Linked DNA regions of Gossypium raimondii: region 2 is linked to region 1. The links are chromatin contacts, called in public Hi-C maps. All regions are on one chromosome and are shown on one strand. The core of a region is the stretch at or near the end of the contact, and the rest is flanking DNA. Distances in the headings are between cores, read along the strand shown. Region 1 holds the start of LOC105782987 (AT-hook motif nuclear-localized protein 14). Region 2 holds the start of LOC105782064.

Evidence for each region. A called contact is a pair of places that touch in the nucleus more often than the background predicts.
Region 2: a contact with region 1 is called in a Hi-C map of leaf, with 3 times the contacts expected there. The contact joins the promoter of LOC105782064 here to the promoter of LOC105782987 in region 1. A contact is called at or near these places in 2 of 2 Hi-C or Micro-C datasets (both in leaf).

The regions. Positions count from the first base shown.
Region 1 is chr13:49,710,356-49,716,130 of ASM2569854v1, forward strand. It overlaps LOC105782987 (AT-hook motif nuclear-localized protein 14), which reads left to right and starts at 2,195. Exons shown (of 6, transcript XM_012608135.2): 1 at 2,195-2,689; 2 at 3,334-3,386; 3 at 4,072-4,203; 4 at 4,679-4,831; 5 at 5,074-5,344; 6 at 5,429-5,725. The coding sequence starts at 2,329. The coding sequence ends at 5,493.
Region 2 is chr13:49,843,699-49,849,473 of ASM2569854v1, forward strand. LOC105782064 reads right to left here and starts at 2,216. Exons shown (of 7, transcript XM_012606547.2): 1 at 2,005-2,216; 2 at 982-1,125; 3 at 710-777; 4 at 554-604; 5 at 387-446; 6 at 1-305. The coding sequence starts at 2,137. LOC105782065 (serine/threonine-protein phosphatase PP1) reads left to right here and starts at 3,739. Exons shown (of 4, transcript XM_012606548.2): 1 at 3,739-4,154. The coding sequence starts at 3,980.

The DNA.
Region 1 (5,775 bases), core at 945-3,444:
GGATTTTCAGGCTCAGCACAAGGAAGCACCGAGGCTCATAGCCAGGTATTTAAATAGCGGTCCGTTACCGAAATAGCGGCCATTATATAGCGGTAGCGGCACCGCCCGAAACCGTTACTGCCAAAACCGCTACTGCCGAAACCGCTATTATATTTTACAATAAGTTGTGTGAATTTTTTTTAAAATTCACGACCGCGATACCCGCAGTAACCGCAATAGCATCCGTTATGTCCGCAACCGCGATAAACGTAATGCGACCGAAATCGCGGCCGCGACCGCAATTTAAATCCCTGGTGAGATAGAATGGTGGAGTTTCAGTTCAAGGTCAGGATTAGAGTCAACATAGTCTCCGCTGCCACCAACGGTGACTACTTTAATAAACCTAACCGCCAATTCCGTCAAACCACTGCCGCCGCTTTCACCGCCTTCTTCTTCTTCATCATGCCATAACCAACGTTGCAGAGAAGGTCCAGTAGCTGTTGCAGGGGTGGTAAGCGCCAGAGCTTTATTTTTAGCCTTATTTGCTGGTGCTTTGATATGGGTTTACTCTAAAAAGTTCAAGCATGAGTAGAATTTAGGACTATCTTTTGCATCGGAGATAATCAAAATGCCACAAGAATTCACTTACAGAGAGCTTAAAGCCACGGGATGCTTCCCTGCCAATAGAATCATCGGCCACGGTGGGTTTGGGATTGTTGTGTTAGAAACTGACACAGAGGCTCACAAATGCAAATGTCCCAATTTTTCTAGGACTCATATAAATTAAACTTAAAGTTTAGGAGACTAAAATGATAACTTTTTAATAAATAACAATGACATGGAAATCAAAATTTTAAAAACAAATTTCTATTCATGGTTTTAACGAGAATGATCAAAATGATCAAACTATGTAACTTGAGTGCTTAAATTATAATTTTTATTTATTTTTATAATTGGATGGCCATGTGTGTAGTTTACCCTTATTTTTGTTTAAAAATATTGAGTCATTAAAACCGTAATTATTTTTTATTAAAATTTGTTAATTTTAATTTTTATTAAATTATTCTCATATGATGTAGCATATGATTGACAGAAAGTAAACATGTTAAATTAATAAAATTTGACAAAATTATCAACGACAATAATTGAACTAAATCTTTTAAATTGAAAAAGTAGAATGACTAAACTTTTAACTAGAGACCAAACCTCAAATTTTATTCAATCACAGGGACTAGCAGAGGAACAAATCGAATTTAGAATCTAATATCGTCGGTTTCCAAACACGGACACAAATAAACCAAAATTATTCAAAAAATAAAAAATAAAAAAGGTAATTTTTATTAGTAGTCACTCAAGTTTCTTTTTTATCATCTAATTATAAAAAATCACAAAATGGTCACTCATTTTTTTTGGCTAACAAAAATATGAAGTGTCAGCTTTACAATTTGGTATAATAGCAACTTTGACCCTTAATATTTACACATTATGTCAACTTAGTTTTAATTTTAAAAATTTAGTGAGTTTATTGAACGAGTGGTGAACTGACGACGAAGATGATAACAACGATGATGATGGCAATAACAAAAGGCTTAGTTGAACCAATATCGAACAATTCAAGCATGAATATTATGAAATTAGTAAAGAGTGAACTGACGAAGACTGAGTCAACTTAAGCTTTAGTGTTGAACCTAATGGTTGAGATTCAAAGTATCAAGAGAAAAGAATGAAAAAAAGTGAAAATTATGATATTAGATTTTTTGATGTTTCCATTTTTAGTATTTTAATCTAATTTAGCTAATAAATTTGTTTTTAGGTGGAACAGTTGAAAAGAAAAACAAAATTGTAAAAAATATCAAATTACATAATGTGTAAATATTAAGTGTTAATTTTTTAGAATCAAAATCAAACAAACACAGTGTATAAATGTTTGAGGGTCAAAGTTATTATTATGCCAATTTTAAGAATTACATCATCTTTCCGTTGGCCATTTAACCGCCTGAGACCGAAAAGGAAAAAATAGAACAGGTAGGTGATATTTTGTAATTGTTCATAATTAGGTGACTACGAAAGTAATTTGCCCTAAAAAATCTTAAACCCTAAAAACAAAATAAACAAAATCCGTTTTGTCCTTACGAAGATATATATATTTATTTCAACAGTGAATCGTCTGACGTTCCAAAGCTTCATCCAACGGCTCAAATTCCTCGACCCCAAATTAAAAATCCCTAAAACGAAAACAAAAACCCCCAAAACCGAAAAAGAAATTATAAACAAAAAATTAAATAAAATTTTTTTATTTTTATTTTTCGAATTTCTCTCTCTAAAAATCTCAATAAACAGAAAATATCAATGGAACCCAATGAAACCCATCATCACCAACACTACTTCACCACCACCACCACCACCACCACTGTCACCACCACTCCGTCAACGACCAATGGGCTTCTCCTCCATAATGAAAGTGGGGGGTCCCACAACATGTTGTACCCTCATTCGGTGCCTTCGGCGGTGACGTCGCCGTTGGAGCCTACCAGGAGGAAGAGAGGGAGGCCTAGGAAGTATGGAACCCCGGAACAGGCCATGGCAGCTAAGAAAACGGCGTCGTTGAGCTCCAAGGAACGGCGTGAACAGCAGCAGCTGCAGCAGTTGGCTCTTGGTGGTACCAGTGGTTCGCTTTCTGGGTCTTCTAAGAAGTCTCAGTTTGTTTTAGGTGGGTGTTTATTCATAAAAAAAGATTATTGCCTTCTGGTACTTTTTTATGAATTTGATGGTTTTGGGGGGTTTTATTGCAAATTTATTGAAAAATGAAAGAGTTTGGGTGCATTGTTTTGGAAACCGTCGTCTTTGTTTTCTGCTTTGTGGAGGCCTTTTTTTGAAGTATTTCACGTTTGGTACCCTTCTTTGTGAAAATTGAGAAGCTTTTTTTACCACAAATTTCTTTTTTGGGAATGAGAGGGTTTGATGCATTGCATGTGAATCTATTGTCTTTTTCTTTTCTTTGGTTGGATTTCTGATAAAAGAGATTATTTCTTTTGTTCCATATTCGTGAATTTGATGGCTTGGGGTGTCGTGTTGCTAATTTGTGGAAATTGTGAACGTTCTGGGTATATTGTGTATGGAACATTGCAAATTTATTCGAATTGAGAAGGTTTTTGGGGCTTTTCTTTCATGATTGCAACTTTGTTCGAATTGAGATGGATGCATATTCTTAATCCACCTTATTATTGTGAAACATCTAATTGTTTCATGTATGAATCCCTTCTCAAGTTGGTCGAGTTATTGTTTGCTTTTATTTCATTTTTCCTCTCATTAGACACTTAAGTTCTTTCTCTTGCGTCCTTGTAATGGATACAGGCAATGCTGGTCAAAGTTTTACTCCACACGTTATCAATGTAGTTGCAGGAGAGGTATGATGCTCATCACTGCTACAAGTTTTTATTAATATTTCAGATATGTGTTGGCATCAATTATATATGTTCCTGCAGAACAGATATGCATACTAGTCTCCTTAAGAATTCCGTAAAATCTCATCTGTTACATTCTGCATTATCCAGTAGTTTCAACAAGCTGTGTTCTTCATCTTGTTAAAGAAAAATAGCATGGTTCGACTTTGTGTTTCCGATATAAAATCCTTATGTTTTTTAAGGTTATGATGTTTCAGTTACAAACAACTTGAGACCATGGTAGCCATTGTGGAAAGTTCAATGAGAACATTTGTGATAGTTCCTCCTGTTGGTTTTATTTTTCCTTTAGATTTTCCTCTTTGGAGTTGAGAGCAGTTAGAAGGATGTGAGTTAAGGAATTTGGCATATGCAATAGATTCACGCCGTTATGTTACCCCATTTGTACTGGTTTCTGAATATATACTCTTTAGAAAAGGATGCGTGAATCCTTATCCATTTCTGCCTTGGCTATTTCATAGTTGAATGATTTTTTTTAAAAGTGTCATGAGAGTAGTTTTTTAATGTTAATATTTTCGAATACAATTCGAAGAGTTGAGTCTTTTAGGGTTAGGTCTAGATGCGGTATTGTTTCTGTATGTAAATCAAGTTATTTTCTTGTCCTCTTGACATGATACATTGATCCATGTAGGATGTTGGCCAAAAGGTAATGATGTTCATGCAACAAAACAAGCACGAAATATGTATTTTGTCTGCATCTGGTACAATCTCTAATGCATCTCTCCGACAGCCAGCAACATCAGGTGGTAACATAGCGTATGAGGTAACCACTTCATTTTCTTCTTTTGTTATAATTTTCCTTGTTTATATGTTCTGTGATCTTCAAATTATTACTGCATCCTGAAAGGAAAAAGAAAATACACATGAAAATATGAATAACGTTTTGATAGAGAAACCCACATTGCTTTGAAGAGCTGACAGAGTATTTGGTATTACCTACAGTTTGCAAGGATTAGGGAACATGAGGAATGTTTGTTACTCAATACAAAGTAAATAAAGGGTCTAAAGAAAGATATAAATATTCAACCACAAATAGAAGCTTATTCGTATGCTTATTGTGATGTTATTGCCATGCCCATATGCCTAAAAGGCTTGTATAAGTGCCTTGATATGCTCACCTTTGTTAAAATTCTCACCTTTAGGATATCTTGGATGAAACTTGCAACTTGTTTGTCTAGAATATACTTATTTTGCTACTGTCAAAAATATAATTTCTTTCCTTGATGATATAATATTAGGGCCGATTTGAGATAATCTCACTCTCTGGATCTTATGTTCGGACTGAGATTGGAGGGAGGACCGGTGGGCTCAGTGCATGTCTATTAAGTGCAGATGGCCAGATTATAGGAGGAGGAGTTGGTGGACCTCTAAAGGCTGCAGGCCCGGTTCAGGTATTAGTGTTATTATTCTTTGGTTTAGATAAGGGGAGGATTGAACCTGATCTTGTGCATTATTAAAATATACACCAATATTAAGAAAACTTCGGTTCATGATACTGTGTATGACTTGGGATTTTATCATTTATGTTGGCATGAGAGCAAACGAGAACAAGAATTAGTAGATTCATTTCTTTAAGAAGGTTTAGTTGTCAGTTATCTTATGTTGAAGTCGCAATGGTTTATTGCCCGTACAGGTTATTGTTGGTACATTTATGATTGACAACAAGAAGGATGTTAGTGCTGGTGCAAAAGGTGATCCAGTTGGTGGGGCTTCTGTATCTAATGTAGGCTTTCGCTCTGCTTTTGAAACTTCAGGAAGAAATCCAATTGGGGGAAACGATGATCTTCATCATCAGAGTTTTGGAGGAAGTCATTTCATGATGCAACCACAGGGCATGCATATGACATCTCGGCCCACAGATTGGAGTACTGGTCTGGGTGATAGAACTGGTTTTGAGTTGACAGGTTAGACTGTTAAGTATCATTATCATGCATATATGCATGCATGCTGAGGCAGCAAGAAATTCTGAAACTACACGTCTATTGCAGGAAAAACAGGCCTTGGAATTCATCAATCGCCGCAAAATGGGGAGTATGGTCATATGGCAGATTAGATATTTGTTTTGTCGTAGGTAGTTAAACCACAACTTGTTTTTACAAATAGTGAATAGATGTACAACTCCTCGCCCCATGCACCATTGCTGCAGTGTAATATTATATATCTGTACAGGTCGGTCCGAATTTGTTACTCCCTTGTTAGTTGATACATTTGACTGATTAGAGACTATGCACTGACCTTTGAAAACCATAGTGCTTTGCTTAATAGTTGAAATGCGTTCTTCCTAATATTATTGCTGATAAATTTCCAGACCTGTTTTGATGGCTTGAATGATAAC
Region 2 (5,775 bases), core at 966-3,465, 130 kb after region 1:
TCAGGTATTCTATCATCTATAAATATCGTCCGCGTTTCAGTCGATACTGAATCAGGTGCACTGTTCAGGATGGCATTTGTACGAATATTTTGGTCCTTTGAAAACTGTGTAGCAGCTCCTCGTGCACCAGCTATTGCTGCACTGAGACTAGATGATTTCTCAATGGCAGATGCTTTTGAATTCGGAAAGGAAGCCGCAATCGATCCCGGCTTCAAGGAGAAAGGATCCCTCGGGTTTGGTAATGGAAATTTTACAGGTGCCGGACCGTCAACTGGGACAAGGCCTCTAACAGCAGCCTCATATATCTGTTAGAAATATTTCCATCAATAACAATTCAGAGCAAATTGAGAGAGTGGCATAAGCATGACTTCTTGCACACAGTTTACCTTCTTTTCCAAATTATAAATACGCTGGTATCCTCGCATCTCAAATGGAACTAACAATTTCTACAACGAACCCAAAAAGAAAAACCAATCACAATATAATATCTAATTGGAAAGAAACAGAACAAGAGAATAAATAGAATAGGAACTATCCAACGTGAAAGTAAAACCTTTGGTTGTTCACAAAGCCAGCAAAAATCAGTTTGTCCTTCTAGCCTAACCTGGGTACACAAAGAAAAACAAGAAAGAAAAATGAGTGGATCGAAATTGTTGCATATCATGTTGAGCACTGAATAACATAAGGGAAGAAAAGCTAAGTTGCTCACCCCTTCAGGTAGTGCCTCCCATTGAACCAATTCTTCACATGTCAAACAGCCAGCCACTTCGACACACCCTATGCCACGGAATAATTAATCTAGATTAGAAAGAAATAAGAAAAGGAGATCATTCAAAATTCAGATGAAATCTTTCTGCTTTCAAAAAAATTATTTTATCAATTTGCAATGTACCGATTTCAGTAAATAATGCAAAAACCGAAAACAAGCAATAAAGCACCAGGAATACCAAAAGAGATCAGATTAGTATAGAAAGGACTAACCTAGCAGTCTTGAGATAGGGTAATGTTCTGGAAATTTAATATCGGTAATTCCATTCAATGCGTAAATTTCCCTATAGAAATCCTCCATTGCTTTGATCGTAGATTCATCCGGGACTTTACTGGCAGCATGTATCCAAAGGCGGCCTGGAACAAAAATACAATATCACTTAGAGGCAGGTTGATTTCGAAGTATGGAAAAGAAATTTTCATTTCTCTAAATCGATATAGACATTCCCACTTCAGGGCTAATGCAAAGAATTGAAACAGAATATCTTGCTGGGGTCTTCTAGAAACACTTTCCCATTCGGGAACAGTCCGTTTCAACTGGACATGAAAAACTTATTGCTTACCAGAGCTTGAATGTCTACTTATTGTAGTAAACTAAAGTACCATCAAAATTGGCAGCATATTTATGCTTCTATTACCATCAAAATTTATATATCCCTCTTAATTCAGACTACCTCACCCTAATTTTCTTATGATGGAGTCACTTTATCAACTTCAATTATAGGTGTCCCAACCATTAATCAGCTAATTAGGTCAAAATAATCAAAACAAATTGAAAATCAGTAATTGTAAGATTGAAAAACAATCAAAAAAATTTTGGAACTTCTTTTACTCCTAACAACAAGCATTGTTTCTATAAGAAGTAAAGAAAACAAAAATAAAAAAAACTCCAAATTAAGTTCCGATACAAAGCAGCTAAAAACCTGAACCTTTTCTTCACTATTGAGTAAAGAAACTAGATATCTTATACTGTTGGGAAGGAAAATAATGGAAGCACCAAAGCTCCTAACCTTACTAAGGATCAATCAACCCCATAACTTAAAATCCTATACTATGGAGAAAAATATAAACATGAAAAGCATAAAAGTTGGTACTTTTTCCAAAAAATCTCCTACATATTGTAGAGTTTTTATCAAAAAAAAAAATAACCCCGTGAAATATAACCCCCCAAAAAATAGGGTATTAGGATTTATGCATAAATTTGAAAGCTTTATTTAAAGAAAAAAGAGCGGATACCTCTGATTGGAGCAGGCCAAGACCTGCCTTCTATACGTTTGATCCCATAAACTAACAATGAAGCCCATGGCTGATGCATCGTTAAACATGGATTCGTGTAGTTCCCTTCCTTTCTTGGCCCTGCTTTTCTCATTGTTTTTTTCCTTAACAGCGTTTGGTTGGTGAGAAACGCTGACAAAATCTGGGTTTTCGCAATAGGTTGAAGACGGAAGAAAATTGGGGGTTGTATCTTATAGATGTCACGTGACATTAAGGATTGCACGTGCTATTAAGAAAAAGTGAAAAACACCAAAGTCGTTTTTATTTATATTAAATCCGATTCTGAAGCCTAAGTTCAATACAAGTCCCCCTTGGGGGTGAAATAAATATATTCCTTTTATAAATTTTATATTATAAAAATAATCCTTTCAAAAATATAATAATCCATTTTTATATAATTTTCATTATAGATTCGGATTATATCTGCTCTTTTTTGATACAATATTTAGAATTACCCACAATTCATTCCTAACTCATAAATAAGAGAATAATGCGTGTCAACGCACTATAATCCACGCCCTTCTACAAATGCAACAATGTTTATGTCAATTAAGTTAAGAGTCAATCGATTAGTTTGAATTAAAGAGAAATAATCTATTTTTAAAAATGCAAATAATGGATAGTTTATCAAGAATAGAATAATATATTTTTTGACTCTTGAACTTAACAATTAGGTTCATTTTGGTCCAAGAACTTAAAAAAATATAAAAGTTTGTGTTGTGGCATTTTAAGATTGTGACATGTCATCACCTGAAAATTTTTAAAGTGTTACATGTAATATTTTAATAACTGAATTAGCATTAGAATCAATCAGACAATTGATTCTTGGTTCAATCGATTTGATCAGTTCAATTGCTATACCAACAACAATTAAAATAAAGAATTACAATTTTATAAAATAAAAAAATTTATTAAACATATTCAACTACTGGTTTTTGCCCCAATTTTTAATTTTCTTTTTATCAATTTTGAGTCATTTCTAGTTCAAAGTCAACCCTTTTGTTTGAACTTTGGACTAGTATATTAGTCAATTCGATTACCATTTCAGGTATGTTCCAAGAACACTAATCACATCATTCAGTCTTAATGTAATCCTAATTTAAAATCAAAATGAATCTAATTATTAAGTTTAGATGTCAAAGTAAACTAAAAATATACAAATATTTTTTGATAAAAACAATACAAATATTAAAGTGAATTTAGTTGGGACAACATATTATATTATCTCACTAATAATTGCACCCAGATAAAAATGAGCCTGTTAAAAATATTTTTTATAAAAATAATTGAATGGTATAATTATTTCTTTTTAAGAAATATTTCTATTTATTTAAAAATAATAATTTTATTCTTATTTTCATCAGCTTACTTGATATTAATAAATCAAGTGGTGAAGTTAATAAAAGTAGGTATAGATAGATATTACCTAACTTACTCAAGTCATTCCATGGTATTGAAAATTAAAATATTTTATCCAATAAATTAATTATTTTCATTTCCTTTTTATTCATATTTTGATTAATCTAAGCGGTTCTGATTTTTTTATATTTTAAAATTGAATTTGACATAATGCTTTTATTTATTAGGTTAAAGTTAATTCCTTTAATGTAATTTTACTCATAATAGTAATAATAATAATTCACAAACATAAACTAAAAATTCATAAATAAAATTTCCATCTTTGTTTTCTACATACCCTTTTTTTTCCCCTTTAACGCTTCAACCAAAACCCTATACACACATACAAAAAGCTCAATTTCTCTAGAACGACCTCGCCAATTCGCTCTTTCTTCGCTGGACGGCCTGCTGTTCTTCGCTCTCTTTACCCTTTTGCATCCCTCAGAAAAGAAGAAAAAAAACCGTTGACTTTTCGTTTGGGGGGGGGGGGGGCAAACTCGAAGACCCCAATTTGTTCAAAAAGAGAGAGGGTTGAAAAATGGATCAAGGGTTACTGGATGATATTATAAACCGGCTTTTGGAAGTTAGGGGTCGACCAGGGAAACAAGTTCAGTTATCTGAATCAGAGATCCGGCAGCTTTGTTTGGTTTCTAAAGAGATTTTCTTACAACAACCTAATTTGTTGGAACTTGAAGCCCCCATCAAGATTTGTGGTATTTTTTCACTTATTTTTTGAATACCCAATGCTTATTTTGTATGGTATTTATGATCCATATGTTTGCTTTGACTGACTTTGATGAGTTGAAGTTCAATTTTGTGACTTTAAGGTCTATCTTTTGGGAACTGCATCCTGGATTTGCCCTTTATTTTCTCATTTTTTGTTTATTACCTTGGGTTTTATTTACTCTTAACTTGGAATTAGTAAGTTAAGCTAATCTTGCTGAGTTATAAAGCATGAATTAGCTTGCAACCTCTCATATTACATTGGGATGGTTTTCGCTTATTAGGTAAAATTCATTGAGTGATGTTTTAGTTCGCTGTGTTCGTTTCATTAAATTGCAGTTTTATACCGAGGAATGACCTGGTTTTCTGTGTTTTTGGTTGCTTAAGGTTGGACTTCGGAGATGGTTCTGTTCATCTTTTAAGTTTTCAAGTTAGTGGGAATGTTATGATGATTGTCTATCTCGCATGTTCTTCTCGTATTGGATGAATTCACATACGAGCGTAGGTCAAAATGGCCAACTCAAAATAAGGCTTTCTTATGCTTTGGATTTTACAGTTGTTTTCAAAGTGGTCAAGATGGCTCACCATATTTTATTTTGCACCTAGACATGCATCATTGTTTTTTTGAAGACCAACTTTCTTTGTTAATCCTATGACTTAAATTGCTTTGGCTTTTTCTTTTTGTGAATTGGGTGTTCATCTAGTTGGGGTTTCCATTTGTGCTATATTATCATTGCAGCCTAATATTTGTCTTTTTTCTTTAATTACTTGTGGCATTGCACCTGCGGTATGCTAGTTATTCCTATCTCTTCGATTATCTATCTGTTTGTGCCCATTTTTCCTTCTGTTTGTGTCCTGAGTGTTTAATTTTTGGAAATTCTAAACTGTTTTGTCCTATACTAGATCTTTTGGAGAATTCACGTGAGTGTTTTCTTCATTATCTAATTTTGTCTCACGTATGTTGTTTACTAGAAATTTCTGATGTGATTTAGCTGAACAACCTGCAACAACCTGCAAGGACTCCAGTTTGTAATGTCTTTTGTCTTAAGAGCTCAAACTAGAAGTTTAGAATGTTTTGCTGCATGTTTGCTTTATGAATTTGATGCATAGATAGCCAATCATATTTATTTGAATTCTGGATCTTCTGCTCTAAAAGTACCACTGATTTGGTTCTTGGTATGTGATAATTTTCCTTGGTGTAGCATGAATGTTTGGTAGGACTACTCAATGGAGATGATACAATGTTGAATATCCACATTACTTATATTCCTTGTCTTTGTCTCTCTCTCTCTATCTCTTTCTCTGCCACATTATAAGTGAAACTTTTTGCTACATGTTGATATTTCTAAAGTATGGAGTGCTTCAATAAGTGCATGTCTTAAAATTTTAAACCAAGACAAAATCTCTGCATTATCCAGAGTAGGGCTGAATATTCATGAAACAATAAATTCTTTTAACAAAAGTACTTCAAATTGACTATTGTGTTGCAGTCGTGCTACTAGCTTTATTATTTATCGTATGAGGTAGCATTTGGGGGAAATTGTTTTCATCATATTGGTCCTAATTTTTACTTCTATTTTCCAAACGGTTATATAGAATGCTTTTGAATTC